Linked DNA regions of Mus musculus: region 1 is linked to region 2. A link is a contact called in public promoter capture Hi-C data. All regions are on one chromosome and are shown on one strand. Each heading gives the region's core, a stretch centred on a gene start, on an enhancer-like site or on the middle of the called end of the contact. The rest is flanking DNA. Distances are from core to core; before and after follow the strand shown.

Region 1 (3,143 bases), core at 532-3,031, 210 kb after region 2:
TGTGTGTGTATGTATGTTTGTGTCTCTGCACATGTACCTCATGAGTGTATGTGTACCTTATGAGTGCAGTAACCAACAGAGGCTGGAAGAGGGTATCAGATCCCCTCGCACTGAAATTATGGATGGTTGTAAGCAACCAACCATGTGGATGCTAGGAACTAGACCTACATCTTCTGCAAGAGTGGTAAGTGGTCTTATTCACTGAGAGCCTCTCTCCAGCCCTGGTTGCTTCACTTTTGAATCTTGTCCAGTGGCTTGGACTTTTTTTTTCCCATGTGCCAAACTTCATGCATGACTAGAAATCTAGTCTTAGAGTAGATCAGGCTTGGAATCCTGTGGGCCCATGGCATATTACATGGCTTCCCTTCACTTTGCAGTTCTTAGTGTAGAACTGTCTACACAGAGTGGGCACCATGAATGTTGACACTTGTCCCCTGCCTTATCCCAAGTGCACACTGATGGCTTTTCTACAAACAGATGAATGCATTTTAAAAATTAAAACTTGTCGTTCTTTAAAATCACAGTGATTCTAAGTGTGGCCCTACAATGGTAAATGTGGATTAGTTGAAGTAAATTGGGAGAATTCCTTAGGTCAGAAGTTACAGATCTGTGGCTGGATAAGGACTACCAGCTTGTGTTGGTCAGTTCTGTTTTTAAAAGATGAAAGTTTCACATTCAGATTTATAGCTTCTCTTGGGAAAAATCTGAAAATCATGTGATACAGACCTAAGGAACTGAAAAGCAGCTGAGTATGTGAGCCTGGGCTCTCTAGCCCCTGCTGCTCTCTGCTGTTTGAGCAGTGCTTCTAGATATCTGAGTGTGAGTTCCTCACCAGGTGATTCCAAGTCTTTGGTCTACTTGAACTTAGTGAGCTTGAAAGATTGGATTGGTTTGGACCAAGTCAGCCTCCTGTGTCTCAGTCCATTTGCAGCTAATGTGACAAAAGTACCTCGGACTGTCGGATATAAAGAACCAACAAGCATCTCTCTCAGTGTGGGAGGATGAAGAGTTCAGGATCCAGGGGGCTGTCCTCATAGCTGGTGCCTGGTGCCTGCAGTGTTTCTTCACATGGTGAAGGGGAATGAACAGCTTTATCAGATCCCTGTCCTTGTGGGGTCATTGATCATCTCCCAACGTCTCCACCTTTAGTGTGCTATTGGGGTTTCCACCTATGAGCTTTGTGGGGCACAAGCATTCAGATCATCTCCCATTCTCGGTATTCTCTGAAATCCACATAGAACCTTGAGAGATGGCTCTCTTTTTTAGATGAGTGCTGTCAAAACAATATTGCTTGATCTGCCTGCTACCCTCAAAGCACTTATTGCATACTTTTAAAAAGCCAAGTTTTCTCCTTCTGTATCACTGTGCCTTCATTGTAGGTGGTTAGCAAAAGTGCTTAATGCTGTGCCATGCCCACGGTGTGAATGTTTGGATGAATAGTCAACAGGTAGAAAGTACCAAAGCATTCATTTTCTCTTTCTTGCATGGATATGCCTCTGGCAGGTGACACGGTACCAGCAGGGGGAGCCTTGTGTTAGCTTGGAAATCTACGGGGAGAGTTTTGTTCCTCAGTTTAATTGTATTTAATTTAGGAACTTGCTAGAAAGGTATCCTCATATTCTGCTTCCACAATTTAAGTTAACTTCAGGAAACTAAGAAATCCCAAGTAGGATGTGTCCTTCAACACCGATTTGCCCATCTACTGCTTTTCTGGGTGAGAATATTCGAAGTTAATATTTAGTCAGTTCATTTTGAAACTAGGACTACCAGTACATGTTGTCGCCTGCTACTAAAGCTTTTCAAGTATGCAGTACATTCAGCCCTTAGGGATGGCAATAGCAGGCTGCCTCAGACCCAGCAGAGGCAAACTATTTCCAAACACGGGCCAGCACTTCTTCCACGCCTTCTTCTGAAAATAAAGACACCCTTGTTGATTGGGTTTGGGGTTCTTTTTAGCTCATAGTGAACCTAGTTTATAGGAAAATGTCTTTCATATGTGTGAAAACATGACAGGGACTTGATCTTTAGGAATTGTTTTCTCTTTTCAACATCTGTCACTTTTAAGGAATTGTCACTTTGTTTTAGGGGGAAAAGATAATAGGAGCACTTGAAATACTCAAACATTGTACCATGGAAACACCGGATGATACTCTGTTCATTCCTCTTAATAATCTTTGCTTGGAATGTATAAATCAGGGGCTTAGGTTTGGCATCGTTAATTTCTGTGTTCTAGAAAGTTTTTTCTTTTCATTATATTATTTTAATATGGATCAAAGTAGAATGTATTGGACAAGGAAAAGCTTTATTTGTGGCCTGGGGCAACATTCCAATCTAAAAGAACTCTTGAACTTCCTCAATGACCTAAGCACCATGAAAAGGCAAAGTCAAATAACATTGTAAGATCTCAGAGCTCTCAAAACTATGTCTAATTAAGTTTTCCACCCTTGTGCAATAAATACTGTTAGCTATACAGGTGAGATTCTAAGAACTTCTAATTAAGCTATGTTCTCACTTCCTCACCTCCTTGCAGCTCAAATTATACTGTTTGCCAAAGGAAGTGTGTGCTGTGTCATTCTGGTGTGGCTTCCAGTAGTTTCTCAAAAGATGGGGGAGAGGCCATTGTAGAACATTATTGTTACTTTTCACATCTATACTATGATTGATTTTAAGATGTCTTTATTTCAGTTGAACACTTGTTTCAGATTTTCATGTTTCAGATTTTGTAAGAAACTGGTTCCTTCTAAACTATATTGGCTCCACTTCTCAGTTGCCTAAATCTAGACTTGATTGATTTCAGTATGTTTCTTTGAGGTCTGAATTAGGGCAAAGGTGAACCTATTGGCCATAAGAGATATTCTGACATTGCTCATGAAAAACCTGGTTTCTGGAAGCTGAGCCTAGATTCTGGGGTGGCTTGTTCTGTTTACTTCGCTAGTCACAAATAGTAGTGACACAGATCTTATTGAATCAAGTATCTTAAGTTTGACTGATTCATCATTTTCTTGAGATAAGTCCTTGTTATATAGTTTGGGCTGGCATGGAACCTGGTGTGGACCATCGAACTCATAATCCTCCTAACTCCTAACTGAGTACTGTGACTAAAGGAATGCAGAGCCTTGTCTGGCTCTTTTCACTAGAGCCTT
Region 2 (3,381 bases), core at 145-2,644:
AGGAGGGGCCAAGGTGCAACAACTTTGCAAGAAATGAAGACCACCAGATGAGTATTAAATCCCTCCTCCGAAAATGAAAAGCCACAAACCCCCCCCCAAAAAAATCTGAAGATGATATATCTGTGGTGAAGGTGCTCGGTGGTCCCGTAAAGAAGTCACAGGTACATATGAAACGTCTGGATGCAAAAGAGACCTTCGGAAATTACAACGTTTAGCTATGTAAAGGACACAAGTGTCCTCGGCAGCAAGCACATACTTAATAAATGCAGAATTTTAATGATGCAATTTTGGCATCAGGTTGTGTATTTAAGTTCCCCTCGGATGAAACCTCCTTCTATTTTGAGGCATGAATCCTGTGTCTTTTCTGCCACGCAACCACACGAGGAAGAATAGCCCAGAGTCCTTGTCTATGAATGTACTGTCTCCACAAAGCATGAATGTGCTGGCACTTTGTGTTTGTATGAATGGGGGTTGCATGTGCTGGTCAGAGGCCACGTGAGACACGTGGGGTGGGAATTGTGTCTTTGGGAAAAAAAATGAATTGGAAGAAGGAAACAGCTATGAATGGCAGGAGTCTCTCCCGTGGAGCTCCCTCCCTCACAACGCCCCTCACCATCCTAAGACACACCTGTTTTATTAAAATGAATTCCTGACATTGCAAACAACAATAGACCAATGTATATACTGTGTGCCACTGTTCACAGGGTCCAGACTGGAGGAAAAAAAAAAAAAAAACAGGGCTGCAACACAAAAGATACTGCAGTCAGCTCAGGCAGGGAGCTATTTTTAGACCAGGGGGAAAAAAAGAGAGGGGGTGGGGCGAGAGAGAGGGAAAAAAAAGAAGAAGCACTTCTGGTTTTGCAATCTAATTTGGTCCCCTTTCTTAAGGAAAAAAAAAAAATCCCATCGATAGCAATTTCCATACAATCTGATTCTATTTGGCTCCTAGCAAAGAAGAAGAGATCTAGGGCTGAAAATTCTGGAGTTTTATGGCTGATTCTAGCTAGTAGCCTTTCTTCACCAGGCTCCAGCTGAATTAATTTGATACTATTTTTGAAAGTCAGTGTTTCTAAGGGAGACCTAATGACGCACTGACGTCAATGCAGGTCAATAGCACACGCTGCTGGAACTGGGCGTGCTACACCGAGCCAGGGCTGGAGCCTTTCCAAACAGCCCCAACTCTGCAAATATCCCAGCTTTGCAGGGGACCGGGGGGAGCCAGGGTTTTGTAAACACCGAGACCCCCATCATTTTTCCAGAGTCTCTTCAAAATTGATGCATATTTTCCTGACTCAAAGGAAAGCTAAACAGAAGCAGTCGCACTGCAGTATTTAAAAAAAAAAATCATACCTTTCAAAGGAATCATATGTAATTCGGGCAGCGTGCACACACATTTACACTCAGAAAGCAACGCATATCATTAGGGTGTGTCTATAAATAGACCCCAATGTGTGTGCATTGAGACTTAGTCCCTGGTCGGGGGTTTTCGAACGTGGGTGATGAATTCTGTGTTCTGATCAGTTACTCAGGAGGCGCCCGAATGTGAGGGGGTGGGAGTGTGGGAGGGGGCTGCCTCCTCTCTTCTCTTTCCCTCTGGCTGCTCTCCTCCCCTCTCCTCCCTCCTTCTCTCTCCCCCCTCCCTTCTTCCCTCCCCTCCCTTTTTCAGCATCTCCCCTACCCTTTCTTTCTCTTCTCTCCCTCTCTCCCCTCCCTCTCTCCCCCTCCCGCTCTCTTCTCCCTCTCCCTACAAGTCTGGCACTGAAGGAGAACTGTTTTGCTTTGCTCCGGGAAGAGTGCAGACACGACGTGAAATCCGGAGCTCTTTGCGTGGTGCATTTAAAATGCTTCCTTATTTATATTACCCTCATCCCCTCCCCTCTCCCACCCCCTCACCAGCCCTTCCAAATTTCCCTAGAAATCTGTGTAAAGCGTGGAGGGGAAAACATTTGCATAAAAAGTGAAGGAGCACGCCAAGGTAGGTTATACCATGCAGTGCCTTATGTTTGGCTTTGGCAAAGTTTATGATGTCAGTTGGTGAATGTTCGGAAGAGCAGCTCTTTATGACTGTCCGTGATTACTGTCTGTTTTTTTTTTTTTTTCATTGAACAATATCTGTACAAATTGCCTAGACTTCGTGAGCAGGCTTAGTTAGGGTCTTGTATGTGTGGTTCTTGCAAGAGGCATGGCAATCGGGAGACAGTCCTGTGGTGTTGAACAGGGGGAAAAGATGCTGTGTTGTGGGGTTGGGGGTGGCAGAGGGGAGGGGACTTCTCTAGTGGGCAACTGAACCTTCTAGTTTGCCAGACTTGGGGCTGATTCTCATTCACTAAATGTCTTCATTATTCTTGTAATGATTCTGCACATGAAAAGCTAGTTCCAAAAAGGTTTCATGAAGTCAGAACAAAGTGAGGGGAGCAGAGGGAGCTAAAGAGAGTTGGAGCATGCTGGTGAGGGATGTGGCAATGTTTCCTTAATAGAGAAATTAATCTCTCCTCGCAGAGTCTGGAAAAAAAATGCTGTCTTTAATAGGTGTAAGCAAAAATGATTTTAAAAAAAAGATTAGTAGGTGAAATAGAAAAAAAAAATGTTTCCATTGCAAGAGGGGAAAAAAAAAAAAAAAAACTGCTGCAGCTCACAACCACCTGTAGAGGGAAATCTTTATGCACAATTTCGTAAGGCTGGTTGTGTGGAGGAAAACCGCCTGGAAAGGCGCCTGGCAAACTTTGCTGCAGGAAGAGAGGCAGGCCCCCGCAGGGTGAAGGGCGAAATCGCGGGGGCGGCAGCGAGGGAGGGAAAGGATAGATGCTCACAGGAGCCGTCTGTGAAGCTGCAAAGTTGGCCTCCCTGGCACTGGAGTGGGGGTGGGGAATGGGGTGGGAGTGGAGGAGCGCTGATGTGGGCAAGCTTGAGCTAGGGAAGCGCCAAGGGGGCTCGAAGGTGTATGTCAGGGTGGGGGAGCTTCCGAGGAGGCTTTGTTGGTGTGATGTCAGGTACCTTGTGGAGCTGCGGAGATCTGAGGGGGGGGGGGGGGCGAGCGGGGGAGGTTCCCTCCCGCCGCGGCACAAAGCCAGGTGGTAATCAACAAGTGTCTCTCCCAAGATTAGGTTTGAAAAGGACTTGGAGGGTTTTCTAATTCACCGGAGGTCTATCCACTGTGTGTTGTAGAGGGGGGCATTCATTGTTAGGAAGGAGCTTAGAAAAGTGGAGGGGTGGAGTAGGGGGCTTTAACGTCAGTCATTTGACCTTGGGGAACACAGTTCAAATCCTTCTGAGTGTTGAAAAGGCAGAACAAGGGTCACGACCCTCATCTTTCATCCCGAGCTGGGTATGTACCCAGAGGAAAATCTAGTGCCTGCTTTTGGCCACACCTCATCAATGGGG

The links. Promoter capture Hi-C pulls out the DNA fragments that hold promoters and counts their contacts.
Region 1: a contact with region 2 is called in a promoter capture Hi-C map of liver, with 4 times the contacts expected there. The contact joins the enhancer-like site here to the promoter of Mir670hg in region 2. A contact is called at or near these places in 16 of 39 promoter capture datasets (the 3T3-L1 cell line, 3T3-L1-derived adipocytes, the C10 cell line and 11 more), 1 of 15 datasets of contacts at CTCF or cohesin (the G1E-ER4 cell line), 19 of 484 Hi-C or Micro-C datasets (the BV-2 cell line, ECoMG myeloid progenitors, ECoMG-derived neutrophils and 15 more), 20 of 115 datasets of contacts at active chromatin or transcription factors (CD8 T cells, the NIH/3T3 cell line, bone marrow-derived dendritic cells and 14 more) and 1 of 9 other capture datasets (adipose tissue).

Annotation. Positions count from the first base shown.
Region 1 is chr2:94,058,044-94,061,186 of GRCm38.p6, reverse strand. All of the region lies in intron 6 of Hsd17b12 (hydroxysteroid (17-beta) dehydrogenase 12), which reads left to right. Among named protein-coding and RNA genes, the nearest start is that of Alkbh3, 49 kb to the right of the region's middle. Within about 2 kb of position 1,781, at least 6 of the 459 cell types and tissues checked have an H3K27ac peak or open chromatin away from gene starts, as enhancers often do. A contact at or near this core is called in liver, where this site is marked.
Region 2 is chr2:94,263,116-94,266,496 of GRCm38.p6, reverse strand. It overlaps Mir670hg (a long non-coding RNA gene), which reads left to right and starts at 1,394. Exons shown (of 8, transcript XR_003953878.1): 1 at 1,394-1,975.